Regions from separate parts of the Mus musculus genome. Here region 2 is linked to region 1. The links are chromatin contacts, called in public Hi-C maps. All regions are on one chromosome and are shown on one strand. Each heading gives the region's core, a stretch centred on a gene start, on an enhancer-like site or on the middle of the called end of the contact. The rest is flanking DNA. Distances are from core to core; before and after follow the strand shown. Region 1 has its middle 27 kb from the start of Klhl42. Region 2 has its middle 3.7 kb from the start of Gm15767.

Evidence for each region. Hi-C and Micro-C count contacts between places; a contact is called where the count stands out from the background.
Region 2: a Hi-C map of pancreatic cancer cells shows a contact between it and region 1, with 3 times the contacts expected there. The contact joins two enhancer-like sites. A contact is called at or near these places in 56 of 484 Hi-C or Micro-C datasets (the C2C12 cell line, the G1E-ER4 cell line, the HL-1 cell line and 24 more) and 3 of 115 datasets of contacts at active chromatin or transcription factors (embryonic stem cells, fibro-adipogenic progenitors and pancreatic cancer cells).

What each region holds. Positions count from the first base shown.
Region 1 is chr6:147,115,975-147,119,857 of GRCm38.p6, reverse strand. No RefSeq gene overlaps it. Among named protein-coding and RNA genes, the nearest start is that of Klhl42, 27 kb to the right of the region's middle. Within about 2 kb of position 1,892, at least 36 of the 459 cell types and tissues checked have an H3K27ac peak or open chromatin away from gene starts, as enhancers often do. A contact at or near this core is called in pancreatic cancer cells, where this site is marked.
Region 2 is chr6:147,238,171-147,242,053 of GRCm38.p6, reverse strand. No RefSeq gene overlaps it. Among named protein-coding and RNA genes, the nearest start is that of Gm15767, 3.7 kb to the left of the region's middle. Within about 2 kb of position 1,668, at least 3 of the 459 cell types and tissues checked have an H3K27ac peak or open chromatin away from gene starts, as enhancers often do. A contact at or near this core is called in pancreatic cancer cells, where this site is marked.

The DNA of each region.
Region 1 (3,883 bases), core at 643-3,142:
GATTCCACATTCATCTATCACTACAAATAAAAAAGATCCTAAATAAAAATTATTCATCTCTACTGAACCTGTATATACTCTTCCTTATCCCACCCTACCCTTAGATGACAGTGTAACAACTGAGTATCTCTACCTTACCCTTAGATGACAGTGTAACAACTGAGTATCTCCACCCTACCCTTAGATGACAGTGTAACAACTGAGTATCTCCACCCTACCCTTAGATGACAGTGTAACAACTGAGTATCTCCACCCTACTCTTAGATGACAGTGTAACAACTGAGTATCTCCACCCTACCCTTAGATGACAGTGTAACAACTGAGTATCTCCACCCTACCCTTAGATGACAGTGTAACAACTGAGTATCTCCACCCTACCCTTAGATGACAGTGTAACAACTGAGTATCTCCACCCTACCCTTAGATGACAGTGTAACAACTGAGTATCTCCACCCTACCCTTAGATGACAGTGTAACAACTGAGTATCTCCACCCTACCCTTAGATGACAGTGTAACAACTGAGTATCTCTACCCTACCCTTAGATGACAGTGTAACAACTGAGTATCTCTACCCTACCCTTAGATGACAGTGTAACAACTGAGTATCTCCACCCTACCCTTAGATGACAGTGTAACAACTGAGTATCTCTACCCTACCCCTAGATGACAGTGTAACAACTGAGTATCTCCACCCTACCCCTGGATGACAGTGTAACAACTGAGTATCTCTACCCTACCCCTGGATGACAGTGTAACAACTGAGTATCTCCACCCTACCCCTGGATGACAATGTAACAACTGAGTATCTCTACCCTACCCCTAGATGACAGTGTAACAACTGAGTATCTCCACCCTACCCCTGGATGACAATGTAACAACTGAGTATCTCCACCCTACCCCTAGATGACAGTGTAACAACTGAGTATCTCCACCCTACCCTTAGATGGCAGTGTAACAACTGAGTATCTCCACACTACCCCTAGATGACAGTGTAATGACTGTGCATCTCCTTCCTTCTTTGGGGGTCACTAGCATCTAGAGATGGTTTAAATTATTCAGGAGGATGTGTGCAGGTTCTAAGACATTTTACTCACAAACCTGAGAGTCCGAGGACTGTGTGATGTGGCAGGGATCTCCTTGGATACCATGGGTTGACAGAAGAATCTAGTGTCCTGAGAAAGACAAGCATCACTGCTTCCTGTCATGCGTACAAACCAGATTTAAAATCAAACAAAATGTTGAGTGTAGGTGATTACAAAAGAACAAGGGAACGGGGGGGGGGGGGAGGCTAAGACCAAAGCCCATGTGCTTATGTGGAAATGTCACAGTAATACCTGTTGGTAAGCACAGTTAATAATTGTAAATTCAACATTCCTTCTTCAGAAAATAAAAGAGTACCTCTAATTTGTAACTTTGATGCTTGTTCGAATCATAAGTCAAATTTACATAATGGGAATTCACCACCAGCACAGAAACAGCAATGACTTACAGCTATGACTGTGGCTGCCATTATTACCAAAATGTCTAATGTTTAGGGAAAGTGTTAAGGCCCCACTGAAGTTTCTCTTCATGGCTGGCGAGCATCCCTGATGTTCCAGTGGCAAGGGCAGATGATGTTGGAGAGCACTTTCAGAGCAACCCAAAAGTTCAGTTCCCTCCAAGCTGAACAGCAGTTTCCAGGTCTCTGTAGCAATTCACAACTTTCCCCAGAACATGTGTGTTACCTTGGCCACACCACAGGTCCATACACAAACACCACACATCTCGGGAAGACTATCAGTAAATAGCACAACCTGACTCAAAGCAAAGCTTGAGCAGTCCCAGCTGGGGCAGCCTTGTCTGGACCAGTGTAGATGACTAAGGAGCCCCAGGAAGGTGAATCACACAGAGTTGATCTGTCCTGTGACTCAAGGCTGAGCTCATGCACCCAGGTGGTGTTGTGGACGCATGCTCCAGAGGTATCAAGTGCCTCCAAACAGAGGAACCAAGGAAACAACGCCACCTCACCTCCGCTCCAAAACCGCGCTCTCACCCACAGTAGTTAGTTCATTTCACTGCACTCCGGATACTATCCAGTTTTAAGAGTAGAGAAACTGAGGCTGGGAGAGCTTGCCAATGTCCACAGTCAAGTTTGTTCATGACCAGAGAACAATATCTAGACCATCACAGTACCGCTTGACCAGAGCTGGAAATGGGGATTTACATCATCTGAAGCATTTGGTTGGGCTCTTCTCACATGATTCTTATGGTTTCTGTTCATCTGTGTAAGATTTCTGGTGGTAACAGAGCTATTCAGTGCTTTGTTTCCTCAGTTCTATCATGGGCAAGTTTTATGCCAGCTCAACTAAATGAAAAGGCTGTTAGGGCATCAATGAATTTGTTTGTAAGAGGGTTTCCAGAGAGGATTAACTGAGAAACAGAAAAAAATTAGCTAAAATTAAAATTAATCCTGTTAATGTAGGTGAACATCCCACAGGCTGGGGTGGGGTTCTGGTCAAAAACAAAAACAAAACAAATGAGAGAGAGAGAGAGAGAGAGAGAGAGAGAGAGAGAGAGAGAGAGAGAGAGAGAGAGATTCCAGATCCTGAGACATGCAAAGTCAGCCTCACGTTCCTGCTAGCTGTTGTGATGAAGCCACATCATATCCTTAAATTGCTTCTTCAGAATATTTACCAGACAGACAGACAGAGAGAGAAAGAGAAAGAGAGAAAGAAAGAGAAAGAAAGAAAAAGAAAGAGAAAGAAAAGGGGTATGACAGGAAAGGCGGGAGAGGAGGGGGAGAAGGAGGAGGAAGAACAGAAGGATTCATATACATCTATCTATTCTCAAACTGGAAAACATACTGAACCTAGTTTTATAGAGAGAACCCTATTTTTCTGGCACACATGACTCTAAAGGAATGAGCTATGTTCATTCCAGCCACAAAAGCAATCATAAGTAGTCGAGATTCTCTGGGTCTCTCAAACCCCCTAGAGGAATGACGGAGCCACAGTCGACCACACATGGCCACTGTGGCTAGGAGGCTGGAATTTGCTGGCCAGCTCCCTCAACCATGGTTTAGAGTAGCGTCCCAAGACAGGCACAAGGTTTGCAGTTCAGATTTTTACCGCTAGGTGGCCGAGAATACTGGCGATACCGTTTAAAGGCTTTCTGGAGCGCTAGCAGGTTTTCTCCGGAGCTGATCCACTTCAAAGTTTATAAAATTACAGTTTTAGGTAGGAACTGTGAGCACCACAGAAGCAGGCTTTGATATTTAAGATGAGTGAGAGAATATTAAGCCAACGTAGTAAAACAAAAGTTTATAACACAAAATCCCACTTCATTGTGGCATTTTGTAAAAGCTAACTCCTATTTTTAAAAGAGGCTATAACTGGTCTGATGGGGCAAACAGACGTTTTCTGGTGACAGTGCTTCGATGTCTGTCTCACTCGGATCCAGTGTCTGCTGACTGCTGCCAAGTTATCTCCGTTTCTCTTTTTCTGACGTTTAAGAGGAAAACTAATTTTTTCTCTCTCCCAAATTTTTTCCTTGTATTCCTGAGGAAATGGTCGAGCCCCAGATGTGGCAGAGATCAGAATCACTGGCAGCCTCTCCTTCCACAGATCCTGAGACAGCCTTACCTTGAAGGCCCTTCTTACTGGCCCGGGACTGCTGGGAACTGTGTCCAGGAGAATGGAGACTGATTTGTTCTGCCTAGGTGACTGTTCCCAGTGACCCATCCCCCCCTTGGCCAATCATGAGCAACTTCTTTCTCCAAGAAACCCTTTTCTACTCTAACCCCTGACTTTTTAATCCCTGACCCAGAATAAACTATAACAATAATAATACTTTGGGGGTACAGCTAGGGAGAGGGTTCTTATCCAGCATACATAAAGTCTGGGT
Region 2 (3,883 bases), core at 419-2,918, 120 kb before region 1:
TTTCCCATGTTTATCACTTTAACCTTATCCTCTAATGACCTGGAGCTTTACTCTGGCTACACCTCCAGCCAAACCCACATATCCGAGTCTTTCTTTCAAAGCCCTTTCTGGCTGTCTTCACAATTCCCTCTGTCCTGGCCTTCACTTTCCAGACCAGCTACATTTGTTGTTGTATGGCTCCTTTTGCCCTGGGTTCTTCCTCTCCTGGCTCTGGGCTTTTACTCAGTCTCTTCCATATCTCTGGAACAACAACCTAACCACAGCCTTCTCCTCTGAATCATGCTCAAGGTCCAGCTGCTTCAAGACGTTTTTCCCTCCCATCTTCCAATCCATCACATCATCACCGACCCAGCCTTGTACCACAGGACAGCCTTGAAATGACTGGACTTATAAATATGGGGTGACTGTAGTTCAATTTCTGGCTTACGTCAATACTAAAAGCCTAATCTCAGAATTAATCAATGTTAACTTTGAGAAAGAACCAAAAGAAATGGCCAATAGTTACTGAGTCAGCACTGCAGACTCTTAAGAGCAGTTCATTCGAGATTAATAGATTTAATTCTCTGCCTTGCTCCCCCAGGAATCTGCGAGAGATCACAACAACATGGCCACAATGAAATTAAAAATGGCCAAGATTAAGAAAACCATTGGCAGACCCACACAGCAATGTTATGGAGAAGATTAGCATATGCATTACCCATCCACACACACAGTGTCATGACCCACACAGTGCCATGACCCACACAGTGCCATGACCCACACAGTGCCATGACCCACACAGTGCCATGATTATTGAAGTTGAAATGCCCATTGGCTCCAATCAACTTGCCACTATAATTATTAATCCCTATTTTTTTTTACCTAATATTTGAAGTTACCCTGCCCTCTTGAAATGACATAAAAACTTACTGGTCTCTTTCTGGAGTGCAGGCAGGATGACGTCGATCAGTGTCTGTGTTCCCAAAAATGTCTTAACTGACACATGTTGCCAAAAGGCATGGCCTGGTACAAAATCCTGGTGTTCAGCTGGGGAAATTCCTGAGGAATTCTGCAGAAAATGACCTTGCTTTACTTTTTAAAACCCAGAACTTTCCAAACTAATTGAAATCAAATCCCCCAGGTTTTTCTCCATTCTGTTCTCTGTCAATATGCCAAGGGACCCCTATCAGAATCCAAGCCATGGAGGATGTATCTGCTCTGTAATCTTATTCTACGAAGTGGCTCTGGGATACAGACAATCATTTATACATTTCTGTGCTTTTTCAGAATTTATATGTTACCTAGATACAAAAACAAAGCCCAACAACTCAGGGCCTCCCATGTGTATGTGAGTGCTCCACCTCTGTGCTACAGCACCAGCTCCCTTTTACTTATAATTTGGAGACAGACTCTGGCAAAGTTGCTCCAGCTGGCCTTGCCCTCTCTATTCTCCAGGCCATGTGCTGAAGGTTCAGTCATCCCATCTCAGCCCCTCTGGAGCAGCTAGACTTACAGGCAGAGTTCACCAGAGCCAGTTTCTGAGAGATACCTCTTAAGATAATATACTAAAACAATTTCAGTCTAATTCTTAAATTGTTAATTATTTGGCTTGAAACAAAATGGTTTGGGCAAGCTTAAATCCATGACGGCCTGGGAGTGACCAGTAGGTGGCAGCACCAGAGTCGGCCACCCTGTAAAGACCCAACCGTGATAGATTTCTGTGAGCTCTTGCTAGCCACGCACTAAGGCAGCTTAGAGAAAGCAGAAAAGGAGAGAGAGAGAGAGAGAGAGAGAGAGAGAGAGAGAGAGAGAGAGAGGGAGAGAGAATGTTTCAGGAAGGATAAAAACTGCTCATGTGCTTATTCTCTGTAGTTTTTCCTACATATTCTTACCTAGTTATACAAACATAGAATTTGCTTCTGATCCTCCCAACACTGCTGTCAGGTGTGTTCTACCTTGCCTCCCCCTCTCTATGGTTTCTCCATGCCTCCCACAGTGAGACTTGATGGATGCTTCCAGCCTTCTGTTTTTCAGCATCATCTCTCACTTTGCATTCAAAAGCACTCAATTTGTATTGGTCTAATCTCTCTACATATTTTCAATTAGTAACTGTAGTGAACACCTAATACTTTTAAACCATCTCACCCATTTCTAAGTATGCAGCCAATTCTGTGACACGTGTTTCTGTGTAAAAATTCCAGAAGAGGTAAATCTGGCAGCCTTCAAACTCTTCCAAAAATCACACTTGCCCCAGAGCCTGGCGATCCCATTCCACTCTCTGTGATTCTGGTGACTCTAGGTTCCGCAATCATACAGAGTCATGCAGCATTTGTCTTTTGTGGCTGGCTCACTTTATGTGACATGCTCAGGTCGTCCAGACTATAGCAGTGTCACAGTTTCCTTCCACCTTAGGGATAAACATGTATCCAACTGCTACATTTTGTTTATTCACTCATCCATCAGTGAACATCTATGTTGCTTCTCCCTGCTGTCTGTAATGATAATGCTGCTGTGACCCCGGGTATGCCAGTAGCCTTCTACCACCCTTTCAGTTTCTCTGGATATATATATACTCTCATTTTTGTTTTCTTTCTGTTGCTGTGATGAAACACTTCAGTCAAAAAAGCAATTCAGGGAAGAAAGGACTTATTTGGCTTATATTTTCAGATTACAGTTCATGGGGGGGGGGCGGTAACCAAGATAAGAACTTTAAAAAGCTGGTCACATCACATCCATAGTCAGGAATACAGAGAAACAAGTACACACATGCTTGCTTGTTTGCTTGTTTGCTTGTTTGCTTGCTTGCTTGCTTGCTTGCTTGCTTGCTTGCTTGCTTGCTTGCTTGCTTGCTTGCGCTCAGCTGTTTTTCTACTCTTACAGTTTGGATCTCCTGACTAGAGAATGATGCCACCCATGGTGGGCTGAGTCTTCCCATCTCAGTGTAATCTAGACATTGCCCCATAGACATGCTCACAGGCCAGTCAATAAAGACAGTCCTTCACCGAGACTCTTTTCCAGATGAATCTAAATTATATCAGGTTGATAATTACAGGTCACCATCTCGGTCTCATGGTGTCACAGTCAGGTTTTGGGGTTTTGTTTCTGTTTTTTGTTGTTGTTTGTTTGCTTGTTTGGAACTCTGCACTCTTTTCCTTAGCAACTGTGCCATTTTCATTCCTACCAACACAGGACAAGGATTCTAGCGTCTCCAAGTCATCATCAACTTTATCTTTTACTTTTTGATAATAGGTACAATAAAATGCTATGATTTTCATTTGTATTTCTAAGATTATACAAAGATATTACACAGCTACTCACACGCTTGTTGCCCCCTTTGTATGTCATCTAGGGAAACATTCATTCCTCAGGCCATGTTTAGATCAGGTAAGTCATCTTTCTGTTCCTGGGTTGTAGCATTCTTTGTTGGTTTCTTGTTTGCTTGTTTCTTTGTTTATTTATTTATTTGTTTGTTCTGCTATTAGCCCCTTGTCAGATATGTGATTTCCAAATGTCATCTCCCATCTTCATGCTGTCTGTTCACTCTGTTAATTCTATCCTTTGATGCACCACATTGAAACAAGACATTAAAAAAAAAAATAAAAAGACAAGATCTCACTGTGTAACTTTGCCTGGCCTGGAACTTACTATGTAGTAGAACCGGCTGGCCTCAGAATCACAGAGATCTTTCTGCCTCTTCCTCCTGAGTGCTGAGATTGAAGGTGTGTATCACTCACCTGGCCTGAAACACATTTTAAAAGGAAACTTGTCCACGCGGTTACCATGCTTTGTGGAAACTATGCCATCCTTTAGCTAGTCAGTATAGTGGTACACTTTCTTCCATGTGCCTGTGGAGCTCAGAGCTCAACTTTGAGATCAAGTAATGTGAACACATTATGGTTTTGAT